Regions from separate parts of the Danio rerio genome. Here region 1 is linked to region 2. The links are chromatin contacts, called in public HiCAR-type maps. All regions are on one chromosome and are shown on one strand. The core of a region is the stretch at or near the end of the contact, and the rest is flanking DNA. Distances in the headings are between cores, read along the strand shown. Region 1 holds the start of zdhhc13 (zDHHC palmitoyltransferase 13). Region 2 holds the start of btr07 (bloodthirsty-related gene family, member 7).

Region 1 (7,180 bases), core at 508-3,007, 280 kb before region 2:
AAAAAGGTCAAAGTATCTCACATTTTAAAAAGAGTTACTAACCTTTGCATGCAGTAATTAGTCTTATCAAGAGTTCTTCTCTGTGATTCAATTTCCTGTCTAACTGTCTTGTGCACAATATTAACAAAATGGCTCAATAAATGGTGGTTACACCATCTTGACATTTCAGAAATTTGAGGTGACAGAAAAAATTCCCCAAATGAATTATAATATTTAAAACAATTGTGCTATATTTACCTTTATTTACTATTAAATATGTCTAATGTAAAATTATGCCAGACTAGCCGATACAATGTTTCATTGAGGCTTTCACATTTTTTAAACAAGGTAAACTATTTGGTACCAATTTTTTTTGGTTACACCACATTGACATTCTTGCAATAATCCCCTAAAAATTTTCTTAAAATGGATTAAAACCAAAAAATTAAACTTGGTCCTCAAAATAGAGAATGTATGCAAGTAATTTGCTTATTTATTTTGAAACTGTAACCTACTTGAATTTATTTAAAAGACATGGACACAAAAAAATGAGCGTCACGTCATTGACCCATATACATATATACATATATACATATATATATATATATATATATATATATATATATACATATATATATATATATATATATATATATATATATATATATATATATATATACATATACATATATATATATATATATATATATATATATATATATATATATATATATATATATATATATGGTTTTTTTTCCTGCTGGAGATATTGTTGTCCTAAAAAAACAACCACAAAAAAATGTAAATAAAAAAAACTTACACATACCTAAGGAACCTTTTTCAAACCGTGGTATACCTTGAAAACGGTTATCGTCCCATGCCTAATCTCATTACATTACTTTTAAAACTGTAACACCTAATGCACATTTGTAAATTAAAACAATTTTTAGTAAACATAAACTAGTATGGTAAGCACTTGTCGGAAATATTTTTGTTGCATCAAAAAGTGGGCTAATGACAACCATCCAACAAGCTAAATTTAGTGCTTAAAAGGTCACTAAAATGCAGCATTTGAACCTCATAATTAGATTGTAACTTAGACCTCATAATTATTAATAGAAAATGAGGCGAATGACTGCGAAAAGGTCCACTTTTTGAGAAAAAAAAGAACCACCCATTTTAATAGACTGGCTATGGGCATACAGAAGTAACGTTACATTCAAGTGTGTTCAACTCATAAACTATCAAACCTGAGGACAGAATATGATAAGGCTAGTCATGTGGTTTCAACATGGCTGTGTCCATAAGAGAGTAAAATTAAATATTTTCAAGACTAGCAGGTAACAGGCTTTATGTCAGATAGGTATTTTAATTACAATTAAGTTACGTGTTTGTCTTGGAGTATGACACTTTAAATTTAGCAATTATTAATTTGAGAGCACAATTGTCAGAAATATAATTTAGTGTATGCTTCAGGTAAACAAATTGTTTGTTCTAGTGATGGTTTAAACTCTGAATCGTCCAGTGATCTAAAAACAGGATTTAGACCCCCATTAATAAACGTAACGTTACACACAGGTGATCAGTTAGCAATAGATGCTAAGTTAGCTTAACCGGTCTTATAAATCCATTAAAAGACAAAACAAAAGAGCACATAAATGATTTTCCCCCTTACTCCGTCTCCTTCTGACCAGTCCATCACTTCTGTACGAGGTTATCCGTGATTTACCATCAAGATTTACTCTGACAGAAACTGAAGTCGGGTGTGCGGTCGGTGCATCTTCCACTTCCTGGATACGAGTGACAAAAAAGTCTGCGTTCTGATTGGCCGCTTCGTCTCAGTGACGCTGAGGGTTACCTTATTTGCATTTCCTGACATACTTGCACTCAAGCGCGAATGCTAATGATAATCTGCATTTATTTATGATTTATGTCCAGATGATTAATTTATTCTAGATTTTCGGTTTCACATACACATGAACATTCATGAGATTTCATGAGATTTCCTGATTTCCTGGAGCTAAGGATTTTAGCACACGCTTCTTCTAACCAGACATACTGGGAATATTTCTAAAAATTTCTTCCATAGTATTTGTGTTTCCTACTATGAATGTTAATGGGCAATAATTGTTTAGCTTTCTTTAGAATATCTGCGTTTTTTTATTTGTGTTCAATAGAAAAATAAAACAGAAAGGTTGAATCCAATGGAGGGGGAATAAACAGTGTGCACGTTTTTATTTTGGTGTAAACTATATGAATAAAAAGCCAATATTTCAAATTAAATGAATAATACACCCAAAAACTCTAATAACCTCATTTTTTCTTTCTCACATGGTTTTAAACTTCTATACGTTTCATTTTTCTGTTGATCTTAAAAGAAGATTGTTTGAAGAATGCTGATACCCATCAACTTCCACTGTAGGTCAAAAAGGTTACGATGGAAGTCACTAAGAAAAACTAAAATAATAACGATAATCTGCATTTATTTTAGCACACGATTCAAGCCAGATATTGTAGGAATATTTCTAAATATTTTTCCATAGTAATTGTTTTTCATACTATGAATGTTAATGGTTAATATATTAATAGGTTTTAAAACAATGGAGGGTGATTAAACAGTGTGTACATTTCTGTTTTTGTGAAAACTATATCAATTTAAAACTAATATTTCAAATTAAATGGATAATACACCCATTCATTTATTCTTCCTCACATTTTAAACTTCTATGAGTTTCTTTCTTCTGTTGATCACAAAAGAAGATATTTTGAAGAATGCTGATACCCATCGACTTACAATTGTAGGACAAAAAAAGTTACTATGGAAGTCACTGAAAAAATAATTGAATAATAAAGATAATTTGCATTTATTTTAGCACACGCTTCTTCTAGTCAGATATATTGGGAATATTTGTTTCATAGTATTTGTTTTCCTACTATGGATGTTAATGATTAATAAATAAAACTAAAAGGTTTGAATCCAATTGAGGGTGATTCAGTAGTGTGTACATTTATTTTTTATTTTTTTGGTTGAAACTATAGAAATAATAAACTAATATTTCAAATTAAATGGATAGTACACCCAAAAAAAATGTTTATTCTTCCTCACATGGTTTTAAACTTCTATAAGTTTCATTTTTCTGCTGATCTTAAAAGAAGATAATTTGAAGAATGCTGATACCCACCGACTGCCATTGTAGGACAAAAAAGTTACTATGGAAGTCACTGAGAAAAACTAAAGTAATAACGATAATCTGCATTTATATGAGCACACGCTTCAAGCCAGATATAATGGGAATACTTCTAAATATTTGTTCCATAGTAATTGTTTTCCTTACTATGAATGTTAATGGTTAATAGATTAAAATGCTTGAATCCAATGGAGGGTGATTAAACAGTGTGTACATTTTAGTTTTTGTGTAAACTATATAAATTAAAAACTAAGATTTCAAATTAAATGGATAATACACCCATAATTCATTTATTCTCCCTCACATGGTTTTAAACGGTTTGATTCATCTGTTGATCACAAAAGAAGATATTTTGAAGAATGCTGATACCCATCAACTTACAATTGTGGGACAAAAAAGTTACTATGAAAGTCACTGAGAAAAACTAAAATAATAATGATAATCTGCATTTATTTTAGCACACGTTTCAAGCCAGATATTGTAGGAATATTTCTAAATATTCATCACTGTCCCCCTGGCCAGGAGTCATACTCATACAAAAAGAAATGCAGATTATCTTTACATCAAATTCACGCTGTGTGTGCGTTACATACCTGTTCAACTTGCTGTTCCAGTTCAGTTTCACAATGTGAAAGCCACATAAATGTGAATGAGATTCCTTTTAGCCATTGTTTAAATTTGTGAAGTAACACATCTATTCGAAGCATTGCAGCTTTATGCAGAGCTAACAATAATGGGCATTGTTTGTACATGTATCATGCAAATACAATGTTTGTAGACGTTTAATGAGGTTGACCTTATTTTTACTAACCCTTTAACATTACGGATAGCCTACTAAAGGCACATGTCATAAAAAAATTAACTATTTTGCTGTTATTGAAACACCAGAGCTTTTGTGGTTTTTGGATTCTAAATTAAATAAATGTGATTTTATACACAGAATTCACATAATATCCAGGTGAGGTTCTTCAACTAATTATTCTGACCATTTCATAATAATAATAATAATATTAATATTAATAATAATAATTCATTTTGTTTTTGGCTTACTCCCTTTATTAATCAGGGAACACTATAGACGAATGAACCACCAACTTATCCAGCATATGTTTTACGCAGCAGATGCCCTTCCAGCTGCAACCCATCACTGGGAAACACACATACACTTTCATTCACACACACACTACAGACAATTTAGCTTACCCAATTCACCTATAGTGCCTGTCTTGGACTTGTGGTGGAAACCGGAGCACCTGGAGGTAACCTACACCAACACGGGGAGTACATGCAAATATAATAATATTGATAATACATTTGATCCATAATAGCCCTTTCTTAAACAATATAATATGTAATCATATGCCTAAAATTACAGCAAAAAAGTGTATTTTTTTATTTTGTCCTCCAACATTGACAATGCGAATGCATATGCAGTAATGTTTGAATGATGCATATGTAAAATGTATGCAAACATAATGTATATATGTTCATGTCCTACTTGAACATGGCCAGACTGGTTCAAGATGATAGAAAGGCAACAGTAACTCGTTGCCACCCAAGGCATGCAGAAGAGCATCTCTGAACACACAACACGTCTAACCTTGAGGCAGATGGGCTACAGCAGCAGAAGACCACACCAGTGTCACTCCTGTCAGCTAAAAACAGGAAATTAAGGCTACAATTAGCACAAGTTTACTAAATATGGACAATAGAAGATTGGAAAAACGTTGCCCGGTCTGATGAGTATTGATTTCTGCTGCAACATTCGGCTAGTAGGGTCAGTATTTGGCGTCAACAACATAAAAGCATGGATCCATCCTGCCTTGCATCAACGGTTCAGGCTGCAGGTGGTGTAATGGTGCCCTCTGATGGCTACTTCTAGCAAGAACACGCACCATGTCATAAATCACAAATCATCTCATACTGGTTTCTTGAACATGACAATGAGTTCACTGTACTCAAATGGCCTCAACAGTCACCAGATCCCAATACAATAGAGCACCTTTGGGATGTGTTGGAATGGGAGATTCACATCATGGATATGCAGCCGACAAATCTGCAGCAACTGCATGATGCTATCATGTCAATATGGAGCAAAATCTCTATCCAACCTGGTTCTAGTAAGGTGTACCTAATAAAGTGGCCAGTGAGTGTAAAACAGTAGGCTGAGTCATCCTAACTAAATTAAAATACAGCTTGATTAAAATATGTCAAACAAGAGGTTTGGTATAAAAACCTTATTTCTTTTTACAGTGACTGGCATTTTAAGGGGAGTCTTCTGCACAGTAAAATGTATGATAGACAATAAATCATACATTTAAATACAAATTAAATGTATGATAAAAATAGAATAAATGTGCTTCCATTTAATTTATTACAACTGCACTTTCTTTTTATCCGTTTTAATCTTTCACATTTAACCCATATTTACATTATTTATGAATCTATAGCCGTCTTTACACAGCTAATTTAAGGCAGCCCTAATGCAGGTCTGTGTTTATTCAGCATTTAATGTAAAAAAACTATATGCAGCATTATTCAATCTGCATATACACACATTTTGTATAAGATATAGACCTATATACACTATATTTGCATATATTTACATATGCATCACTCATATGCATAAATTACTACATATGCATTTGCATTGTCAATGTTAGAGGACAAAAAGAAAATACAGTTGTTGGTTTTTTGGGTGATTTTAGTCATAGTGGGATATACAAAAAACATATTGACTGTTGGGAGGGAAAAAAAAAGCTGGTCAGGGCAATCTCACACTGACCAAGTTTATGTGGCAACATGTTGTAAAGCTTTAGCAGACCGGGTACAGATGCAAGCTGAGACAATGCTTTTATTGCACACACTTAACTTCGACCCTAACCCTACCCCTCACAGGGACATAACCTGATCTATTGAGTGCATGTGTCTGAGATTGCATCCAGTTGAATTGAGATTATACAGCCCTGGGAGTTTAACAAACTTATTTCTGAAAGCTTTTTAGTCAGTTTTTTCACCTATAAGATTCGTTAAAATAGAATTTTTTTTAACTAAGACCTATTTGAAAAGTATCTAGCCTGATGTTTGCCTGATTTAAACGTTAATTCCAAGAAACAGGGCCTATAGTGACCACAAGATGGCAGCAAATCCTGTCAGTTACTAATAGAAGCCCCTCAGTTAGGAAAAGCCGCTCACAGCATTTGTTGGGAGAACAGAACTATTGATTATGTTTCCACAGATCAATCAAAGCCTGAGGAGATCCATCACTTCACACTCCTGTGAACAACTGCTTCCAAACCACAATCATCTGGAATTGAACCAGGGACAGAGAAATTACACAGTATCTATCTATCTATCTATCTATCTATCTATCTATCTATCTATCTATCTATCTATCTATCTATCTATCTATCTATCTATCTATCTGTCTGTCTGTCTGTCTGTCTGTCTGTCTGTCTGTCTGTCTGTCTGTCTGTCTGTCTGTCTGTCTGTCTGTCTGTCTGTCTATCTATCAGTCTGCCTGCCTGCCTGCATGCATGCATGCATGTCTGTCTGTTTTTCTGTCTGTCTGTCTGCCTGCCTGTCTGTCTGTCTTTTTGCCATCTATCCATCCATTTATGTATCTGTCTGTCCATCAATTTATCTGTCTCTGTGTCCGTTTGTCCATATGTTCATCCCTCCATCGGTCTATCCACTCATCCATCTGTACATTTATCTGTTTTTCTATTGATCTATACATCCACCCATCCCGCTTTTCTGCTGTCCATCAATTCACCCATCCATCCATCCATCCATCCATTTGTCTGTCCATCAGTCCACCCATTCATCTATTTGTTTATTTATCTGTACATCTGTCCGTTTAATTGACATATATCCATCTGTCCATCCATCCATCTGTCTATCATCCTTTTGTCCATCTAGCCATCCATTTATCAATTCATTTATTTGTCTGTCCATCCATCTTTGTCTCTTTGCCATCCATCCATCCATTTACATATCTGTCTGTCTATGTC
Region 2 (7,554 bases), core at 2,347-4,846:
GATCTTCTGCATTCCTCGGTTGTAACGAGTGGTTATTTGAGTTACTGTTGCCTTTCTACCAACTGGAACCAGTCTGGCCATTCTCCTCTGACCTCTTGAATCAACAAGGCATTTGTGCTCACTGGTAATTTTCTCTTTTTCTGACTATTCTCTTTAAACCCTAGAGATGGTTGTGCGTGAAAATCAGCAGTTTCTGAAATACTCAGACCAGCCCGTCTGACACCAGCAACCATGCCACGTTCGAAGTCACTTAAATCACCTTTCTTCCCCATTCTGAGACACTGCTTGCTGCAGAGCCACTTGGTCTCCAATGAGGGGGAGCTTGAGCTCCAACTCCTCCTCCTGTAAGCTTTTTTAATGCGTACACCCACCCCACCTCTAACCCCAACCCCCAGTGCATCACTTGTAGAAGAAGTGCAAGGAAAGAGGAGCTGGAGCTCAAGCTCGCCCTTGCTGGAGCTCAGCTCTGCCCAAGTGGCTCTACAGTGAGTACCATTTGCCCATTCTGATGCTCGGTTTGAACTGCAGTAGACCATGTTGACCATGTCTACACGCCTAAATGCACTGAGTTGCTGCCTTGTGATTGGCTGATTGGAAATTTGCATCAACAAGCAGTTGGACAGTTGTACCTAATAAAATGGCCGGTTAGTATATATCATAAATAGACAATATTCAGGATAATAAGGAAAGCTCTATGTGGTCTGTTTTTACACAATGTCAGTGTTTATGGGTTTATTAAAACTAGATAAAATGCTAAAAATAATGTTTTCTAAGATATTAATGACTAGTGCATTGAGAAAAACCCCAAAAATACAATAGGCACATCAGTTTTGTCGGATTCTCTTCTTGCCAGAATCTTCTCTATTCTCTGCAAGCTCTAATACTTATGGCTATGTGGTTTTGCAAGCTCATTTAATAAAGGGAATCATGGGGGAATGTGAAAAGGGGACAGCAAGATGGCAGAAGAGGAGGAAATGCTGCTGATGGGAACCTGAGACGGTGCCCTTCCATTCACTCCGGTATCACTGTAACACATCATCCAATTTTTCGAGAGCCAGAGAGGGGAATGGGCCTGCATTTACATAATGCTGCGTCCTCACTATTTTAATTCAGTTCAAGCGCAGCCATGTGTGTGTATGCCACCGCTATTGCTGTTTGCGTGAGTGTGTAGCTGTGTGTTGTTGCAGGGCTCTTCAATCCTAATGCTAGATGAACTCTCAGATAAGTTGAGCATATAGTGCTCTTCAGATGAAGTGCTGCCTTAGAGAGATGAGCATGTGCTGCCAACATATTTTCCACTGCATTATTAAACAGCCAATACTATGGAACAACTTGATACCATGACATAAATTAGGCCTGATTGAAAGATAAAATAATGATTAATATGGATTATGGATATGGATAGTCATAAACTGTCAAACATTCGTGTGCTTTGACTGTTTTTGTTATCATGAGCTGATATGAGATGCTGACAGTATGATAATCTTAGAAAAAAATATCACGATATCATGATATTGTGCTTACTGCTCTACAATATGTTCTTTTTAAATGTCTGGGTAAAAAACAACTACTTTATGACCTTAATAAAATTTATAAACTAAATAAAATAGTCGCAAAAAACACATACCACCATAGGAATGGTATAACAAAACAAAAAAAAAAAACAGCAGTAATAAAACCTTGTTTTTGCAAATTGCTGTAAACCTTGAAGCTGAATATGATCTAATGAATAAATAATTCTAATGATAAGAAAAATTTTCACCTTATAACTAAGAGCAGTGTATGAATTATACATTGACGATCGGGAGGTCAATCAAATCAAATCAAATCAAATCAATCAAATTCATTCATTTATTTTCTTTTCGGCTTAGTCCCTTTATAAATCTGGGGTCGCCACAGTGGAATGAACCGCCAACTTATCCAGCATATGTTTTAAGCATATGGCCTTCCAGCTGCAACCCATCTCTGGGAAACATCCATACACTCTCATTCACACTTTAGTTTACCCAGTTCACCTGTATCGCATGTCTTTGGACTGCAGGGGAAACCGGAGCTCCTGGAGGAAACCCACACAAACGCGGGAGAACATTTAAACTTCACACAGAAATGCCAACTGACCCAGCCGGGGCTCGAACCAGCAACCTTCTTGCAGTGAGGCAACAGCACTACCACCGCTTCGCCATGAATCAGATTTATGAAAGTATTTATATTACATCTAATTTATTAATAAAATTTATACGTTTTCAGTGTTTTGAGGCATACTGTATAGCGACTATTTTAGAGGTTACTCTAGGTCAAACTATACAAACTCTATTTTTTCTTCTTTTTTTTTGGCTACATGCAGATTTTACAAGAAACATGTTTTGTGAATACTTAAGATGTCTATTGGTGCTCTGAAACTGCCAGTTTTAGACTGTTGAATGATATTTTTACTAGCATTGATTGGCGCGATTATGTATAGAAGCCAAAAATAAATAAATAAATAAATAAATACAATTTTTAGAAAAATTATAAGGTCAGAATTCTGATTTATAAAATCAGAATTGCAAGTTATTAAGTCTATTTTCTGAGTTATAAAGGCAGAATTGCAGGTTGTTAAGTCTGAATTCTGAGTTATAATATCGCAATTCTGAGTTATTAAGTCAGAATTCTTAGATGTGAAGGCGGAATTGCAAGTTAATAAGTCTGAATTCTGAGTTATAAAGTCACAATTCTGAGTTATTTTATCAAAATTGCAAGTTATTAAGTCTGAATTCGCGATGCGGTGGTGCAGTAGGTAGTGCTGTTGCCTCACAACAAGAAGGTCGCTGGTTCGAGCCTCAGCTGGGTCAGTTGGCATTTCTGTGTGGAGTTGCATGTTCTTCGGGTTCCTCCGGGTGCTCCGGTTTCCCCCACAGTCCAAAGAAATGTGGTATAGGTGAATTGAGTAGGCTAAATCGTCCGTAGTGTATGAGTGTTCATTCATTCCGCTAGGGACTATAAGCCGAAAAGAAAAAGTATGATTCCATAAAAAAGTCTAAATTCTGAGTTATAAAGTCAGAATTAGAAGTTATAAAGTTAAAATTCTGAGTAATAATGTCGCATTTTCGAGTTATTCTGACTTTATAACTTGCAATTCTGACTTTCATTCATTTATTTTCTTGTTGGCTTAGTCCCTTTATTAATCTGGGGTCGCCACAGCGGAATGAACCGCCAACTTATCCAGCAAGTTTTTACGCAGAGAATGCCCTTCCAGCCGCAACCCATCACTGGGAAAGAAATTCTGACTTCATAACTTGCAATTCTGACTTAATCATTTTTATTTTATTTATTTTTTCTTCTTCTTATTTTTTATTCAGTGGGAGAAACGAGCTTCCATAATTGTGCATTCACAATTGTATAAACTGTTGTAGGGGATCAATGTATATTTATATTATACATTTTTAATTATTAATAATTAAAGATATAGATCAGAGAAAGCTATTTCTTACTATTAAGAAGCCACTGAAACTAATCACAGAGCCTGATATAGGTACTTCGAATCATCTTGACCGTCAGTCAATATGCTCACATTCAAAATATATGCTTGTCTGTCTTGTTTTAAAAGGTTTGGTTTAATCATGTGACTGAATTAAACATAGGTAAGCATCTGCTATATTTAGCCATTTCAATTTCTGTCAGCTTCGCGTTTAATTGAAGAATTAATAAACTATTATGGATCAGAGCAATGTTTTGTGAGTAACTGTTACATTTTGTCGTATGTAGCCGTGTAATAAACAGGATAAAGAACATCAAGGACTGGGTTTACATAGAACAAAGCCCTTCAGACTTATACCACATAAGCCTGTCAGGTTTTATTTCACGATAACAATCTCCTGGATGTGCTTTATATGCTGTATATAAAATATCAAGATACACAATATGTTTTTATTATTATTTTCAAAAATGTGTTTTCTGGGTTATGTTAACACTAAGTCCAAGATGGATGCACATTAAAAATAAATTAGACCTCACAATGTGTCAAACCCCCTTCCTTACATCTTATTTTTATGTCCTTCAGGGGGGATCAAGCGTTAATTAGGGGGTCAACCCCCTTAAACTTCACACTTGGACATTGAACAACATTCAAATAATAGTAAAGAAGAAAAAGAGAAACAGCTAAAGCATCTCTAGTTCAACAAATTCAATAAACTGGGGTCAGTTTGACAGTGAAAACACATACTTTTGCGCCACCTGCTGTCGAAAAAGATTTGCACATTGCTTCTCAAAACTCACACAATTACTTGTACTAATTATATTTTAGTTAGGCCTATTAAATGTTAACGTTAAAAGACAACACAAAACAATCAGGATTAGCCTATCATTTATCAACAAAGAAAAATGTCATACTCACATAAATCTGTCATGAAGCGATATCAAATGATGCATCATGGGCTGAAGATCGCTTGTAGGATGTTGTAGTTGTTATTTCCAAGTTTAAAACTTAATTTTCCGAGTTATCTGTAATGTAGCGTAAGCTAACAAAAACAAACCACGTCAGGCACGTCATCATCATGCCTCGCGCGCTTCTCGACACAGAGTTTAAATGCAGAGATTTCGACAGGCCTAACTTACATTAATTATACTCATAGCACACAAGAATAAACTTTTTTTTTCACGAGGAAAGCAAAAACATTTGACATTTTATTACATTTCATTTTATTCCTCTCTTTAGAGCAGTTAAGTGTCCACAAGAGGGAGGCAACATACAAGCTTCACCAGCTACTGTAGCTACATTGAGCTTTTCCTGCAAAGGTATGGGACTTCAAATAATACATATTCTTAAGGGATGTTTAGTACATCAAGCAAATACTGATATTTAAGATAGGTGTTTATAATTCTAATGCCATCCTGTCATAGACGAAGCAGTATTCATATGTCTTAATAGCATTTGAGCTTGTGATTTATGTAATACACCATAAAACTGCGCACAAAGACACCTGATTCAAGGTCAAAGTCTTACACACAACATGGTTCTGAAGGACAGTTTAATTTGCCTTTGCTTTTGAAGACAATCGACATCCATCGTTTTAAAAGGTTTGTGAAATTCTCTACATGTATGTACATGCTTAAAGAAGTATCTAGTTCCTCTAAAGTTTGTATTTTAGTTTGGTCACAATCAAACATTGTAAATTAGACGATAAAATTGAATGCAATGAATACCAGAATATTTTAATAATGTAATGAATTCATCAGAACTCTAGCGGGTTTTTTTTTTCCTTTGTTTTTTTCTAACATAAGAGCTGTATATTATGGTCAGTTTTAGATCCTAATGATTTACATTCCATTAAAGCATTACTTTCACTCACTTTACTGCAATTTATATCAAGCTTCTAGGCTATTTTACCAGAATAGCTTTAAAATATCTATTCAATGGCTTGACTTTACTTGATTTGTAATGAAATGTGTTGTGTAACTTTTTTCAAAAGGCTGAAAGAAAAGAAGAACAATGACAGGATTACTTCAAGCACAAAAACTCAAACTCAAAGACAGTATGGATGAGCCTCCATGTAAGTGAAAAACAAAATGACTGAATAAATATAGAAATCTAAGCATTTAATTACAGCCTCAAGTCTTTTTGAGTATGATGATACAAGCTTGGCACGCCTATTTTTTAACAGTTTCTAAAACCTTATCATGTTGGATGGAGAGTGCACAGCCATTTTCAGATCTTTCAAATGATGTTTAAACAGGTTCAAATCTGGGCTCTGGCTAGGCCACTCAAGGACATTCACAAAGCTGTTCTGTAGCAACTCTTTTATCTTGGCTTTGTGCTTAAGGTCACCGTTCAGTTGATAAATGAATGGCTCGGAGGTCCAAAGCATTCTGGAGCAGGCTTTCTCTAGAATGACTCTGTACATTGCAGCATTAATCTTTTCTTTATTTCTGACTAGTCTCCCAGTTCCTGCCTCTGAAAAACATTCCCAAAACTGATGCTGCTACCACCGTTTTGATAATATCAAAAGAGACTTGAATCTTTATTTTATCAGACCAGAGAATTGAGGTTTTTTTTGTGTGGTCTCAGAGTCCTTCAATCACCTTTTGGCAAACTCTAGCCGAACTGTCAAAGAATTTAGCCACTCTAGTTCTTTGTTGGACGGCTGCAGAGATGGTTGTTCTTCTGAAAGGTTCTCCTCTCTCCACAGAGAAAAGCTGAAGATTTTCTTTATGTACCCTTTCCCAAATCTGTACCTAGATACAATACTGTCTCAGTGGTCTATCCACTGTTCCTTGGATTTTGGTGCTTGGTTTGAGCTCAAACAGTGCATCTAGAAGTTATTCATAGCGCTTCACATTTTCCACATTTTGTTTGTTACAGTCTTATTCCAAAATGGATAAAAAATCATTCATTTCCTCAACATTCTACACATAATACCCCATAATGTCAATGTAAAAAAAATCACATTGCAAATTTATTAAAAATAAAAAAGCTGAAAAATCACATGTACATAAGTATTCACAACCTTTGCGTAATACTTTGTTGATGCATCTTTGCTAGTAATTAATTTTTTTGCCCATTTGGCTTCCGTGTGGCCACTCTATCATACAGGCCTGATTGGTGGATTGCTGCACAGATGGTTGTCCTTCTGTAAGGTTCTTCTCTCTCCAAAGAAGAATGCTGGAGCTCAGACATGGTGACCATCAGGTTATTGATCACCTCCCTGACTAAGGGCCTTCTCCCCAATCCCTCAGCTTAGATAGCTGTCCAGCTCTAGGAAGAGTCCTGGCAGTTCCAAACATCTTCTATTCACAGTATGGATGATGGAGGCCAATGTGCTTAGTGGAACTTTCAGAGCAGCTTACATTTTTCTGTAACCTTCCCCAGCCTTGTGCTCAGAGGTCCACAGACAATTCCTTTGTTTTCATGCTTGGTTTTTGCTTTGACATGCACTGTCAACCCTGGGACCTTATATAGACAGGTTTATGTCCTATCAAATCATGTCCAAACATCTGAATTTACCACAGGAAAAAATCTAATTAAGCTGCTGAAGCATCTCAAGAATGACCCGTGGAAACAGAATGTACCTGAGCTCAATTTCAATGTACCTGAGCTTCACGGCAAAGGCTGTGAATGCTGATCTACATGTGATTTTTTTTTAGTTTTTTTTTTTTTTTTATAAATTTGCAACAGTTTAAAAAAAAATCTTTTTTTCACATTGTCATTATGGGGTATTGTGTGTAAAATATTGAGGAAAAAAATTCTTTAATCAATTTTGGAATCTGACTGTAACATAAAAATTGTAGAAAAAGTGAAGTGCTATGAATACTTTATGGATGCACTGAATATGTACTGTTAACTGTGGGCTCTTACATAGACAGATGTGTACTTTCTCACGTTATATTTAGTCAAATGAATTTACCACAGGTGGAGTCCAAATTGTGAAACATCTCAAGTATGATCATTGGAGACAGGAGCACCTGAGGTCAATTTTGAAGGTCTAGGCCAGAGATGGCCAACCCTGTTCCTGGAGAGCCACCTTCCTGTAGATTTCAGTTGCAACCCATATCAAACACACCTGAACCAATTAATTAGGA

What was found. HiCAR-type assays count read pairs that join an accessible place to other places.
Region 1: a contact with region 2 is called in a HiCAR-type map of caudal fin, with 11 times the contacts expected there. The contact joins the promoter of zdhhc13 here to the promoter of btr07 in region 2. A contact is called at or near these places in 4 of 18 Hi-C or Micro-C datasets (caudal fin, embryo and hematopoietic stem cells) and 2 of 4 datasets of contacts at active chromatin or transcription factors (caudal fin and embryo).

Annotation. Positions count from the first base shown.
Region 1 is chr7:16,509,360-16,516,539 of GRCz12tu, reverse strand. It overlaps zdhhc13 (zDHHC palmitoyltransferase 13), which reads right to left and starts at 1,757. Exons shown (of 17, transcript NM_001008650.3): 1 at 1,655-1,757. The coding sequence starts at 1,678. All of the region lies in intron 2 of LOC141375331 (a long non-coding RNA gene), which reads left to right.
Region 2 is chr7:16,234,460-16,242,013 of GRCz12tu, reverse strand. btr07 (bloodthirsty-related gene family, member 7) reads left to right here and starts at 3,596. Exons shown (of 9, transcript XM_073908142.1): 1 at 3,596-3,620; 2 at 4,694-4,773; 3 at 5,448-5,528. The coding sequence starts at 5,468. LOC137496158 (a long non-coding RNA gene) reads right to left here and starts at 4,756. Exons shown (of 8, transcript XR_012383202.1): 1 at 4,373-4,756.